Linked DNA regions of Gasterosteus aculeatus: region 2 is linked to region 1. A link is a contact called in public Hi-C data. All regions are on one chromosome and are shown on one strand. The core of a region is the stretch at or near the end of the contact, and the rest is flanking DNA. Distances in the headings are between cores, read along the strand shown.

Region 1 (7,320 bases), core at 1,942-4,441:
CTTCTGCACCTTTAACCTCATTCAACGGGGCTTTTATAAATCAGTGTCGGACGGGAAAAAAATACAACCGCTTCATGTATCAAATCAGTCAGAGACTCTCTCTTTTTCCATAAAGTAACTAAATGCAGAAAGCCTTTTTTCTGAAAAGAGAAGAACATTTTCAACAGAGCCAAAGACATCAAATCAACACACAACTGCATGTAGATGAAAAGCCCCCAGGGACCATGGGTGGTATGCTCAGACCGCTTGGGTTGTCTTGTGACCACGAGGTGCAGATCTGACTCTCATGACAGCCGGATTCCTTTCCTGTCTAGGAACCTTAAACCCTGCTTTCTTCTGGTCACATGGTTTACTGCAGCGCTTTTCTCGGGCCAAGCGCACAAGCCACAGAGGTCACTTCTAATAAAAGAGTTGAGGGTAAGAGCCGTTTCGTGTCACCTTTGAGTCCGTGCTCTGCAGGCCGATGGCGAGGCCCTCGAAAACCGAGTGGAGCGAGAGGGAGAGGAAGAGCATGAAGGAGCGGAAGGGCGAGTGGGCCTGAAAGTCCACGTGGACGTGGTGGCCGCTGCCCTCCAGGTCGGGGCTGCTTCCGTGGCCGTGGCCGTGGCCGTGTCCGTTCCTGTTGTCCGGGATGAGGGGAGCCCTCTCCTCCCGAGTCCCCCGCATCTCCCGACAGTTCTGCACGACCCTCTCCAGGATGAGGACCATGAAGAAGCCGGCGGCCATGATGAACTCTGCGAGGGGGAAACTGGTCTGTTTGAGACCGACAGGGAGATGAATCAATCAAAAACACTTTGATGTATAATTAATAATAAATGATCCGATAAAACACGTAGATTCGGCACCTTTTTTTTTACTACTTTCTAAAATGGCATATATAGAATTAATAGATTTATTTAAAGCAATATTGACATACATTTACATGACAGAGATACATTACAAAATACAAAAAATTGTTTGTAAAAACAGCCTGTGTGTGTGGGATTCATGATTTATCCACACTCTACGTTCGTCCATGTCAATGAACCCATTGTTGGACGTACCTCCACAGACCGAGCGTCCAGCTCAGCCTTTATGTCGGACAGATAATCTGGAATGATGTCGAGGAAACATGCTGCAAGGAAAACCCCGCCGGCGAAGCAGCTGATCAGACTAAGAACTGTGCGGTGGCTGTCTGCAAATGCATAAAAAAAAGACAAACAAGTTACACAGGGGTTTAATTACAAAGGACAAAATGGCATCACGGACAGAGTAAACAAAACCTATTCTTCCAATTGCAGCATTTTTTAAAGTAAATCTGTCTTTTATTCACGGTTCCCTTTGAGCAAAAAAAATCCCTGTAAACAGAGGGATTGATGATAGATGATTCTACACCTCCAACATTTAGAAAAGAAACGCCAATCCTTCCAAAGTAGGAATAATTGTTAATAGATCATGTGACACAGCATGACCACGAAGCACAAAAGTCCAAATGACTCTGCAGGGCACTAAAACGCACGCGCATGTAATGGGAAGAAATGACCGTCACCATCCAGACATCCCTCTCATTCACATTACAACAATCAGTCAATCAATTTACACATTTAGGTTGATTAATGACATTAACAAGATACAGGAATTAGTCAACAGTGTCAGCTCATCGCATTATATGATGATTGCAATCCACCCTTTTTTTGACCACGTTACCACTGTTCTCTTATCAGCGGGTTAATGGTTTCTGAGTCACGGTTGATGACATCATTAGCAGTTCATTGCCTTCACAACACGTACGTTATCGCTACATTGAGGACACGTGACTGCGCGAGACGGACGGCTGGTGAAACGGAAACACTGACGGGATCGGTTACAGCACCAAACCCTACTCGTGCCTTTTAAGCATTTCAGTTTGCTTTGTCTATGTGCAAATTACAGCGCGTCGAAGCCTGAAAATGAATATCGCAGATGAATCAGCGACTTTTCCTTTTCACTTCGGCGTCGGAGTGACAAAGGAACGAGGAGGCAAATCCAATTAATACCTTTGATTCATTTCCGGTAATTCGTGTTGAGTTTTCCGACGGATTCAAAGTCCTGACTTCTTTGACAACAGTGAGAGAATGCCACGATAATAACCGCCAGAGTTAACGTTGCCTGCTAATGTTCAAATCGACGTGAACTTACCTGTCCCGTGTGTGTCTCTGAAACATTTGACTCGAGCGGGGATAAATCCAAAAAAAAGAGTCAGGAGCAATAAACCGACCAGAGCGCCAATTTTCACCTGGAGCAAGAAGTCCATGTTGCGGCATAAAAGCTGTCCGTTCAGGACAGAAGTTCGCTGCCTGACTGAGCTAACATTTAATGAGCTACGAGAGGAGCCCGGAGCTTCGCCAACCGACAGGAAGACCAGAGTCCCCCCAGAAAGCAGCGGCGCCCACTGTTGTTATTTACAAGTGTACCACCAGTTCCTACTACGGTGGCCGAGGAGGGCGAAACGCACCCTTCGCGAAACTGTAAACCACAGTGTATACTCGTTGAACTCGTTGTGAAAGAAACTTTAATAACTATATCATAACTTTCGTGTTAATTTAATTATAATTCACCAGAGTTTCTTTCGATACATTATTAGTGAAAACAAGATCACACAGGAGACTAAAACCAAAACAATATTTTCTACCCATACAGATACCTGCACTGTTCATGCTAAATGTCTCTGAACCACAGCACATTCATCTACCGCTTACTTAATATGTATATATAACATTAACAATGTATACATGTAGACGACGTAACTCTGCAGTTTACTTTTTTGACTTCTCCGCACTATGTGCGATAACAACATTTATTTTAATACAATCAAATTTTGGAATTTTGCAGTGTTTTATCATTAATTTTGGGCTACAACAGGAGCCTTGTTTTTTGCAGTACGTAAACAGCACGATACAAATAGGAAATAGAGCATTTATAATAAATCCTCATCGTAAAGACTGAAGAGTGTATTTTTACTAAAACAAAAACACATACATTGCCTTGGATAAATAATAACTTAAATCCTCATTTAATAATCCTTTACTTTGGTGGGGTCATTTGTTTGACTATCTAATAATAATTTTATTAACCAGCGGGTGGCGCCATCTCACCACATTCGCACCCTTTCGCACCACCACCACCAGCGCGCCTGCGACGGGGATTGATGACGACATCTTCATGCGCCGGATATGTTCGCCTCCATCGATCAGAAGCCCCGAATGCTGATGTGTTACAAGGAGCGCTCGCCGCAGGGAGTCTCGTGAGTTTCCTCCCGCGGGTCAGTAACAATAAAACAAGGCAGAGACGCGGCGTCGGGTCGCGGGTCGATGTCAGAGGAAGACACAGCGGAAGAGATCGAATGGCGGTGAGAGAAACGGGACACACGGAGACGGGGACAAGCGACTGACTCACTGCTACGTTCACCGAGACAAGCGAGACCGCCACGCGCTAACATATAAGATACGTGTTGGTGTCTGCTTGTAGGAAGAAAGACTACATTTGTGGATTGTGGATCCAAAAATGTTGAATTTTCTCCCCCTAAACTCCATATTTCACTCCACTGAATCCCCGTTAAGATCTGTCAAAATCCAGCTCATTAGTACTTCTAGTGGCTTTACAGCACTCCCAGGCGGTCGGTCTCACGGCAGCTCCACTTACTCCATTTATTTATATACAAGTTTACAAAATGAGAAAACTTACACAGAACCAACAGAGCAATAGCAACATTAAACAAATAGGCACTGATATGCAACAAAAGTTGAAAATGTAGTTATGCTGCATTTTTGGGAAATAATGGATCATTGAAAAATATCTACAAGAAAAGGTCTAGAACTACAAATTCGTAAAACAAAACTTTAATCTCCATTCTAATAATTAGATACCAATAAAAAACATCTTCCAGTGCAGAGCAATAAAATGTCATCAAATACCATCAGTCTCACGCACACATTTTATTTGATTTTTTTTTTGATGTTGCATATTAATAGATCTTAAGACATGAACACATAGAATTCTCAAATCTTAACTTTTATCTGAATAAATACATATTTATTAATCTTCGATATCAAGTTATATTTGCTCCCCACAGCAGGAAGTTTTGTCTATAAAGCCGTTTTGCACTGGTTTTACTCAAAAAGATTTAGTTATTTTTAAGGAGTTGAAGAACAGCACAATCATTTTGTATTTTTACCCCACAGCCCAAAGGGAAGGTCGGCACAAAGGGAAAGAAGCAGATCTATGAGGAGAACGAGGCGACTCTAAAGTTCTACGTCAGAGTCATCCTAGGAGCCAACGTAAGAGCCGCGCTGTTTTTGTGTTTGTACTGTCAAAAGAAACGTCAAACTTTGCGAGGGGATCCCCGTTCTGGTAGTTCACTTGTGTGGTGTTTGTGTTAAAAAGATTTTCAGTGGATCAAAGGTTGTTTGTTACTTTAAAATAGCACGGTATATGTACCAAAATGACAGATTCCTGCTCATGGGTTTGCACCATCGTCATCAATGGTCTAAAATTACTTGGGATATTACAGATTTTCATTGAAATCATAATATAAAAATTCTACCAATAAGTATTTTCATAATTGATTCATCTTTATAGTATATTTGGGACAAAGGTTTCTTTAGTTGATGAAATAGTAAGGACGGTGAAATGAGTGATTATCATAATCCACCACACTACTACCCCCACTAACATCCCACTCTCATGTCAACCAAACCCACAAATATACTGCTGTTCCTCTGCAGGCAATATATGCTGCCACAAATCTTTTGGTTTTCTACAGTTCGTCTTCGTTTTCGACATGGGTGAGTGCACGTAATCACCATCGCTTAAAGTCTCCATACACCACAAATGTGATGCACCTCCTCCCTCCCCGCCTTTTAACGCCTCGCGCGCCTCCCGCAGCTCCTGCTGGTGTTCGCGCTAGCGGTGTATGTCGGGAGTTACCGCTCCATGTCGGCCATGGCCAAGCCGGCATTTGCCGATGACGGAGGTCTGCTGGACGGAGGGATAGACCTGAACATGGAGCAAGGAATGGCTGAGTAAGTAAACCCCCCCCCCCCCCCCCGCCAGTCCGTGGAGCCGAGGAAGAGGGGCTGACTTTTAATGTCAGTTTTACAAACTAAAAATCCTACTCGTGGTGCCTTAAATTTCACGGTGCTAAATTGGGAGCTCAGAGGGATTTCTAAAGAGCCTCAACGAGGCGACAGCTGAGCCGGCAGCGCAAACAAAGCCAGCGGCGTTGACAGATCACCGTGTTTACCTGACGGCTGCGAGAGCGACATGCGTGTAAGCGTCTCTGAGCTAACCAGGGGGACCGCGCTCACGTGCGCTAAAAGGCGCGAGGTTACGTAAACAAAGACCTGGAACAGACACAAGAGCCTCTTCATTCTCTGCTCAGGTAGACATTACTCCACGATGCCCCTGCATTGCAAATGTTTGTTTACTGCTGCTTTCTAATGCTATTGAGAAAGTAATTTGTTGTTTTAGGTGTATTTATTTACGTCCAGGAATGGGTTCATTGAAATGTTTTTTTTTTTTAAAGCAGTCTTGTGCTTTGTTAGTCCTCGCTGCAGAGGACAACATTGTCGTCCTGCGTGCACAGCAACATGTCATTGTTCTTGTGACATTTTATTGTATGTGTCTGGTTTTAGGCACCTTAAGGACGTCATCCTGCTCACAGCCATAGTACAAGTGCTCAGCACCATCTCCTCCTATTTCTGGTATCTCTGGCTGCTGGTGAGACAAAGTCCCTGATCAACCCATAGAGATATCGGAGCATCCTCTGACCAGTTCCTTTCTTCTTGTCTCACAACATCTTGTTTTCTGTGTGTGTGTGTGTGTGTGTGTGTGTGTGTGTGTGTGTGTGTGTGTGTGTGTGTGTGTGTGTGTGTGCGTGTGTGTGTGCGTGTGTGTGTGCGTGTGCGTGTGCGTGTGCGTGTGCGTGTGCGTGTGCGTGCGTGCGTGCGTGCGTGTGTTAGGCCCCGGCCCGAGCCCTCCACATGCTGTGGGTCAACTTCCTGGGCCCCTGGTTCATGGCAGACACTCCGTCGGCACCGGAGGAAGTGAATGAGAAGAAGCAGAGAAGACAAGAGCGCAGACAGACGAAGAAATTCTGATGCTGCGGGTCAAACGGAGGCAGTATTTTTATACACAGAATCTAATATACAGATAGCAAGGAACTCGTAAGTTATTCAGGAAGACATTTGTTATTAAGTTAAACTCAGTCCAAATCTCATACTGTGGAATCTTCCCATTGCATGTTTGTCTGTTTGTACTGCTTTCTTCTGACATCAAATGTTTGTCCCTCCTCAGCTATTAAATAATGTGTTCTCTGCTTAGATAATGTCACAATCCAAATCCTGTATTCTCATGCAGGGATTTGAGTTTGTTGCTTTTGCACAATCCCGCCGCCCCCAGCAGATTTCCCTTAAGCCCCCGATACTGTCACTACAACGAACGAGGCCGCATGGCCAGCCGAACATACTCTGTCATTGCCCAAATCTCAAAGCCGATTGTGTTTTTCAAATTGATGGAATTCAAGTTTTAATAGATTTTTTTTTTTTTTGCAATAAAAGAAAATACGTCCAGTGTGGAGTTGATCATCACATCGATTTCAAGCATTAATTTATTGCTAACGATCAGTCATGTCTTAAAGTACTGACCCGTATAGTTTACACGCTCACCACAAAGCTAAAATGTGCCTTTTCGTGCCTCAACGAAGTCGATAGTCGAAGAGAAAATTGTTATCGAAGATACTGGTGCACCTGAAATGTTATGTAACAAGTAAAGGGGCTAAAGTAAAGGTCTTAATGTTTGTCAAGTGTACCTTAAAGACCGTGACAGTATGATGTCATCAATGTTTTCGTAGGAACTTCAGTAATTCCATTTTGTGTGTAAAAAAAAAAAAAAAAAAGACGTATAAAAACAAATATAATAAATTCACTCATCCAAATAGAAATGGCTACATTTTTCAACAGGGATACGAGTTTCTTTTTTGCCATTCATTCTGGGGAATAAAGAATGTTCCTTGACAATCTTCAAGCCATGAATGGTGAAGCCTAATTTCTCTTAAAAAACAAGCAGCATGTTATTATTTGGTCATTTTAAATACAGTTTGTGATATTCTAAGACCGATGAATAAAGTGGAACTAAAGATCACACTAAAGATAACTGCTGCCACTAATCAGACAACTTGTGCTTTTTTCAAGTGGCTCTTGGCTCTGCTCACATATTTGAGATTAGAGATTTAAAATTAAACCTGACAAATTAGTTCGTGGACGACAGTTTAATCCCCAAATACGGAAAAAATGACAACCACTT
Region 2 (7,320 bases), core at 2,760-5,259, 37 kb after region 1:
GTGACCCCCGGAGGTCACTGGAGAAGGTCACGGCAAGTGACCGACGTGCAGTTTATGGGATTGGCTTTCGTAAACTAAACAGTCACGCGTTACCTGGCATGTCTCACAGTGTCGATCTCTGAACTCTAACAAGTCGCGACGCCATCATTTAATTTATTTGCTGCCTGCGGCCACATTGACTTTTACATTCTTCTGTCGCAAGATGGGATTTCTGTGCTTGGGTGTCACTCCCACAATGATTCACACGAGCAGACGATGTAAACAAAGGACTTTACCGAGCTTCTTGGATTCCAGTTTTGTTTTATACACAGAACATCATCTTCACCTCCATCTTGATCCCCCCTTAAAAATAATACTCTTCCCTTTACTTCTTTTTGCAGTTTTCTCTTACCACTCCAGTTTTCTGGAGTTCCAACAGTTCTTTTAAATGAATGTATGTGTGCGTGAACACAGCGCGTGGTGGTTGCATAGTGGTTTAGCTGTGGCTGGTGTAAATATCGTGCCTGTCCTCAGACAATACGTCTCCAGAGACACCGCTGATGTTTGACTCATTTCATAGACGTTTTGATTTAATTCCTTCTACAAATCCATGACGAGGAACAATCCCGCCAGTCACACCACCTCCTTTTTTTTCTGTTTCCACTTTGTTGTTTGCAGTTTGAAATGGTTTCCTTTGCAAAACCTGCATTTACCCCAAAATACCACCAAAGAAATGCAACCGGCGTATGACTTGACTCCTCGTCTCTAGGAGGTCTAAATGTTTTCCATACTGAGGGACTGTAAATGGATGCAGGAAATGCTGTCACTCCGCCCCGCTTTCCAAACTTCCAGAAGGAGGTTTTGGCTCCGGTAGACGCCAGTGCGGTAGATTCCAGCACCGCACCGACCCCGCTCAGGTTTCCCCTCGCCGAGAGAGAGAGGGAGAGAGAGGGAGAGGGAGGGAGAGGGAGAGGGAGAGAGAGAGAGGGAGAGGGAGGTCCGCCCAGCTCTCGGCCCAGAAGAACACAGTATCTGTATGTTTCTTTTGTGCCATTGCAAACCAGATCATCTGTCGGCTGGGTGCGTGCGTGTTTGCTCTGAACGGCGGATGAAGTGGAGTTGAGCTTGCGGGGGGAAAAACACCAACGGCAGCGTGACATAAAGTTGGGCGAAGAAGAAAAAGAAAAACCGTGCAAATACAGCGTGTTTCGGGCCAGACTGGGGACATTATTCTGCAGCCTGGCAGCCGGTGCTGCGCCGGGTTGGGCCTGTCAGAGGTGTTGGAAGTCATATAAACAGTGTTTAAAGCTGACAGGAATCCGTGTGAATGAGCCTTGGGCTGCACCCCAAAGAACCTGATAGCATTACAAGTGGATGAACTGGCCTCTGTTCACTCAGACACTGTTGCTCAATCTGTTGAGTGTGAGCGGTCACGTTTACGGTTTAAAAATGTGAACCGAACCAAAAGAGGCAACAGCGGCGTTTAAATCTAGAAGGCAAAAATGTATTCTCAGACAGGTATGAAAATATTTAAGAAGGTTTGCTGTTTGTGTCCAGACCCGCAGGGACAAACACACACAACGCAGGTATTTACGTACCTCCTGACAGCAGTATTCTGTTCATCAAAAGTCTACGGACTTAGCTAAATGCCGAAATGCTGAAATGTTGATTATCAGGAGCTTTTCTGTGTTGTAAAGCTCACGTCTGCTAACTGAGGCGGATGACATTTATTCTGCAGGTATTTGGTGGTGAACTAAACTTAATTTGAAAAAGTGGATGCAGCTTCCAGAAGGAGACATGAATGTTTGTTCCAAATCTAATGGCAATCTATTCAATGCTTGACGCATGTGTCACCAAAGTCATTGGGATTCATCATCTGGAGACCACAAATACTATGAAAAAAAATGCATTGTTTGTTTATATATAAACAAACAATGGATTGAATTACAGCTACTGTGATTCCTGGAACCACAGCGCCGGTGGGGCTGTAATGTAAAAGGTGTTTGCGCCGTAAAACATGTTGTTTTCCCTTCTGCTGGCAGAAAAAAACAGCAATAAACATTTATCTTTTCAAAAAAATTTCCAAGCCCTTTTGTCTGACAATCCTGTTTAGCAACCGACCGCATAACACATTTACAATTTACAATACGATTAAATCCAAGTTCACTCCATCTTTCAACTGCTCCTTTAAACTCTCCCTGTTATTGGTCGACCTTTTCATAAAATCATTAAAAATCATTAATTATACATGGGAAAAGTAATGGACCAGCTCTCAGGCCTTTCATCCTTTTAAGTATAATTACTAAGCGGGCTGCACACATGTCATCCTGTCATCTGCGAGCTGTGGCATCACCGTCATTCGTGACCGAGGATAAACTTGTACTTCAGCATTTAGAAACAACCCCAAAACTGTTGGAGACATTAAACGTGACTCTTTCATCTCTTCTTCTTTCGTCTTCCCCCCCCTCCTCTTTGAAACACACAGACATTATTCCTCATATCAAAGCGTTTTATTGAACCGTGGCGGCTGGCCGAGGCCACAAAGCCTCGTTGTCTGACCTCCTCCTGAACCAGTCAGACAGTACACTGCCATTTTTCATCTCTCACCCTTTGTCTTTGAGCGAGGTGTTAAAAACCCAAATAAAAGGGTGGAACCAAGCGGTCTCACTTTCAGCCCATCGTATTGACAAGAGGAGACGAGACTGCCTTGTCTCATTTTGCAGCAGTAACCCGAGAGTCTTTCAAAAAGGGACAAGAGACGCAGCGAGCGAAGCATCAGCTCGAATCAAAGTCTCTGCTCGGGTCCAAAGTGGTTTAACGAGCATTCCCCCGTGTTTTACTGCGGTCACGTCAATCAAACCGAGGCGGAGGCGAGAAAGTCGTGTCGGCCTGTCGGCGGGCCGTGTGTTGCAGGTACTAGCCCGAGCCCCGAAGGCAACATCACAGCGACCACTGATGTTCTAATGACTGTCGGAGGAGTTGTCAGAATTCACCCTGCAGGCCTTCGCTGTGCAGGAAAGTCCTCAACATGCAAAATGAGTCTTTTTTCTGATGAATTTCGTTACATAACTTTGAGGTTTGGGGTGCTGGTTGGGTCATTGTGACGTCAGTCAATTATTTGGATGAATATCAGCAAAGTCTATTTAAAAAATCAGTAGGTAAGTACAAGTAAAAACGTAATAATGTAATATATCATCACAGTCCAAGGGGACATTTTTATGAATTGAGTCATTTGACTTAAGTTACCTTGTAACAGAGTCCTTTTCATTATGGTATCATTATTTTTACTTTTACGACATAGAAGATGCATCCACAATACTAAAATAATTCAAACATTAATCCAAACATTTACTAACTTATTGTAAAATTACTAATAAAAACGTGTGGTTGTTTTTTGTTTCATGCAAACAAAGATCAAACTTTGTGTGCTTTTGTCAATTTGGTGTTAGAACCTGTAATGTAGACTTTTATCTGATCTGAGTAAACAAATCAACCACGAGTCCAAAACACCAGACCAACCACCTATTTATATTTATCTTAGTTTATTTACTATTTCAGGCTGACATCAATGTGTATGATCATGGAATACAGTATAAAATAAATAGAAATTAGTTTTCCCAAATCGAATCATAACCTAAAAGACATGCCAGGTCTGTTTATCCTTCTCTCACTTGTGAGCAACAGTGAGATTTTTTTTTTAATTAATATTTTTTATTGATGAGGGAATGTTAGGATAGATCCATATATAAAATATTGATCTTAACAACCATCATTTTATCACATATATTGATATATTTTACGTTGAATGTGTATTGTGAACGATTGTGAATCTTTTGTGATGAAGATGTAAGGCGCCGTTGACCCCACACACACACACGCACACACACAGATAAGCAGGTGGACAGATAGATGGACATGCTGGCAGGCAGACATGCAGTTAGACTGTCTGGCACCAAAGGATGACTGGAAACGCACGCAGTCAGACTTTGAACCGTGTCTGTACTTTCTCCCCAGAAACACGATCCCCTGCTTAGTGCTGGGGAGTAAATAATTGCCTTCATCTCTTGTGGTGGTTACATTCATGAATGGACTCTGGCCAGTGGCGCGTCGACGGCTTTTTGCTGCCATCTTTTGGCATAAATTTAACAAGTCACGTTGTCTTTCTTATTCTGGATTGAAGAAGCAAAGAGAGCAGCGAATGTTGACAAATGTTTTTCAGGTGTAAGTCTGATACATTTAGTTCAAACGTTGCCTAGAAAGCAAAGTTTGATTTATTTCAGGTAAAACTATTAAAAGGTAACACAAATAGAACAAGTCAATACACTAACAGTAAACAAAAAGAAATCTAAATAAAGTAAATGTAATACAAAATGTTTACCCACAAATGTTGATAAATTACAATTAGTTGAGTACAAATGTTTTTTGGGATAAAACTCTTTAATGGTTATGACCCGTCTTCCAGGAAGTCAATGGTGTCTTTCTTCTTACACAATCAAATCAGTCCTTCTATTTCACAGCGTTCCAGAATACATCTGAGGGGTCTCAAAATAGTTTTATTATTTTACTCTGACATTTGAAACAAACGAAATCTCAAAATTAAAAATCATAAACTAATCACTTTTGATCACGTGGAAACTTTTCCTGGGGTCATAAGTCAACAGTGATGTAGAAACTAATTAGTACATTAGTAAAAGTACCAATGCCTTGATGTAAAAATACTGTTAAGTAAATTTAAATGTGCTGCATTGAAAGTGTTACTTTACTAAAAAGACATAATAATCATCTGTAAAATCTACATAAACAATGTTCACATCATGACATTACATTACATCGTGACATTAATATTGCTCTTCCGGACTTTATTATTTCAGGTGGTGGAGTTTGAGCCCATTTTAAAATATTTGGTCTGGGAATTCATTTTTATTGTGGATTAATATGATGATTATTTTACACTTGATTGTTGTTGTAACGCAATTCTTAAGATGGTCAACTCTATTCCCGTCACGACGAGATGATTTGTTTTCCCCATCGCTTGTCATCACGTTTAATGTCTTCACACTTCGAAAAGACCAAATATTGCTCCAGAATAGAAAGGTGGAATAAACTGAGATGAGCCGTATTAATGTGAGTATCTCATTTCCATGATGTTCATAATGCAGGACTCTCATTTCCAAACAACATTAGGCCGATCACACGGATCTTTTTGTTCATGCTACGTTACAATCAGCTGCAGACATTTTCTAAAAGGCTCGTGGAATTTGATAACAACTCCAGCAACAATAGTTTTCCTCTCACTCATTTTGCTAAAGTGCAGCGATACAATGGTAGCCCAGGGACATTATTTGCATATTGTCAAGGGGTGTGTGAATAGGGCTTAGGAGAATGAGAAATTGTATCAGCCACAAAGAAAAGCAATGGTCTGTGACCAAATGCTCGATCTTCCATGCATATGTTATCTGAGATTGAGGGGTTTTGTTGTCATATAAATGCAAATGGAGAGCTGGAATGCAAGGAGAAAATGTTCAATTATGGTTCAAATAGGAATTTTGCTCAATCCAATCCGCGTTAGTGTTCCGTTAAGTATGATGTGCAGTGGGCAGTGTCGCACAAATCCAACATAGCAGTTTGCTTTTAAACGTAATTCCTTTAGCACAGAATCAGTGATGGGTTCATATATTCTTCAGAGGAAACACAACCAAGATCAGAATTGTCTGATAATTTTACAGGAAAAAGTCTTATTTTTGATGATGAATGTAATTTTGCTCCCTAGAGGACGGTCTGTTCGGTCAACTCTTCTGCTTCTATTGAATAATTGACAAGTGCACGTGCTTGTAATGAATAGACATCAACACTGGGTGGCGCAATGTGACATGTTTATTTTTCAGAAAGCCCTTAAAACTCACACATGCTCACAATCAGCAGAATAAAAGAAACCAGACCTTTTATTTGGTGAATAATCAGCCATGTGGTCACTGGGACACGTTCATCTCAAGAGGAATTGCTGTATTTTATTAACAACAATTTCTCATTCTACAAGCATCATTATTAAGTGTGGCAGAAGGCTGCACAATGTCACCAGCGGATCAGCTGGGAAAAAGGAAAAGATGATGATGCTAAGAAGACTAAAATGATCAGAGAAACCTTTTCTGGTTTGCAGTTCTAAAGGAAAGAAACTATCGAGTCACTGGAAGTATTCCAGACTTTCAGAGGCCCCCAGATGTGTTTAAAAAACTCTTAAATTACAGCAAATCAAAAAATCATTCAGGCCTAGTCATTAATTTCTCATTTAGTTACGTTGAAGCCTCGTGTACATTTTTCTCCCTCATTAATCTGCGTTCAATATCTCACAATGAAAAATCACAATGACGACTTTGAACAGGGAAATAACATTGATTTGAGAATCGTTCCCTTTGTCACTTTTAAAGTGTTTCTGTACCTTCATTGAATTCCATCTGCTGTAGAATGAAGTGACTCCACATGATTTGATCTGAGAACAAATAGTATTGACTTCTTCTTCATCTTGCTGTATCTACACATTACTGGGTTTCAACTGTGGCCCCTCCCTGGATTTATTTCTCATCATTTTAGGTTGTTTTTTTTGTACCTTTGTTTATTTACAAGACCTCACTTGTAAATAAAGGCCTGACTTCATATCATCTCCGTCAGTGGCACCTGCTCGCGCTGGCCGGGTGGAAAGAGATTCAGAACCGTGACTTCAGACTTCACTTTCTGTTTGTAATATTAAGGAGGCGTGTTCCTTTCCCCTGGAAACACAATAACACACGACGGACAGGGAGCTTCCATTGATTGTCTCAGCGTGGTGAAATCTATGTGCATTCCTCACAAACCCGCCGTTTACTCTGATTGCTTTAAGAGGATGGGCCGCTCGTCGGGTTTATGACCTCAGCCCATTCAACGCACGGAGTTTGGTTCGACTCCTCCTTGGCGCACACCGTCTCAAACTGCACGACCTCAACTCAATATCCTGTCTGCTATCAATGAGATTATGCAGGCATGCTAACAACAGGAAATTTGCTCTCACAGGGATTGACCGGCAGCCATTTATAGTGACTCGTGACTCAGAGGTCAGCCGGGACGGCGTTGCCTCAGTCTGTGTGTTTTGTAAATCAGTCACAGAGGGAGCACTCAGGTTATCTCTGGGATTGTCGTTTCACGCGATGAGTCACAGCCTGCAACAGGGAAGGGGGGTCGGGGGCGCACGGCGTTTCTCTCTCCCATGGCGGCCTACGTGACTCTCTGTGGGTCCAAGGGAGAGCTTTACTCTGCTGTGAGTCATGTGTTTGTGTGCGATCCACCCGTGTGTGCGCATCTGCAGAGCCG

What was found. A called contact is a pair of places that touch in the nucleus more often than the background predicts.
Region 2: a contact with region 1 is called in a Hi-C map of liver, with 4 times the contacts expected there. The contact joins the enhancer-like site here to the promoter of tmem208 in region 1. A contact is called at or near these places in 6 of 6 Hi-C or Micro-C datasets (blood and trunk muscle, liver, skeletal muscle and 2 more).

The regions. Positions count from the first base shown.
Region 1 is chr12:20,165,640-20,172,959 of fGasAcu3.hap1.1, forward strand. It overlaps tmem208 (transmembrane protein 208), which reads left to right and starts at 3,192. Exons shown (of 7, transcript XM_040166815.2): 1 at 3,192-3,213; 2 at 3,216-3,367; 3 at 4,200-4,295; 4 at 4,743-4,802; 5 at 4,903-5,039; 6 at 5,652-5,736; 7 at 5,979-6,958. The coding sequence starts at 3,192. The coding sequence ends at 6,116. slc39a1 (solute carrier family 39 member 1) reads right to left here and starts at 2,468. Exons shown (of 4, transcript XM_040197066.2): 1 at 2,158-2,468; 2 at 1,044-1,174; 3 at 439-753. The coding sequence starts at 2,272.
Region 2 is chr12:20,202,287-20,209,606 of fGasAcu3.hap1.1, forward strand. No RefSeq gene overlaps it. Among protein-coding and RNA genes, the nearest start is that of LOC120812609, 8.3 kb to the right of the region's middle. Within about 2 kb of position 4,010, at least 2 of the 9 cell types and tissues checked have open chromatin away from gene starts, as enhancers often do. A contact at or near this core is called in liver, where this site is marked.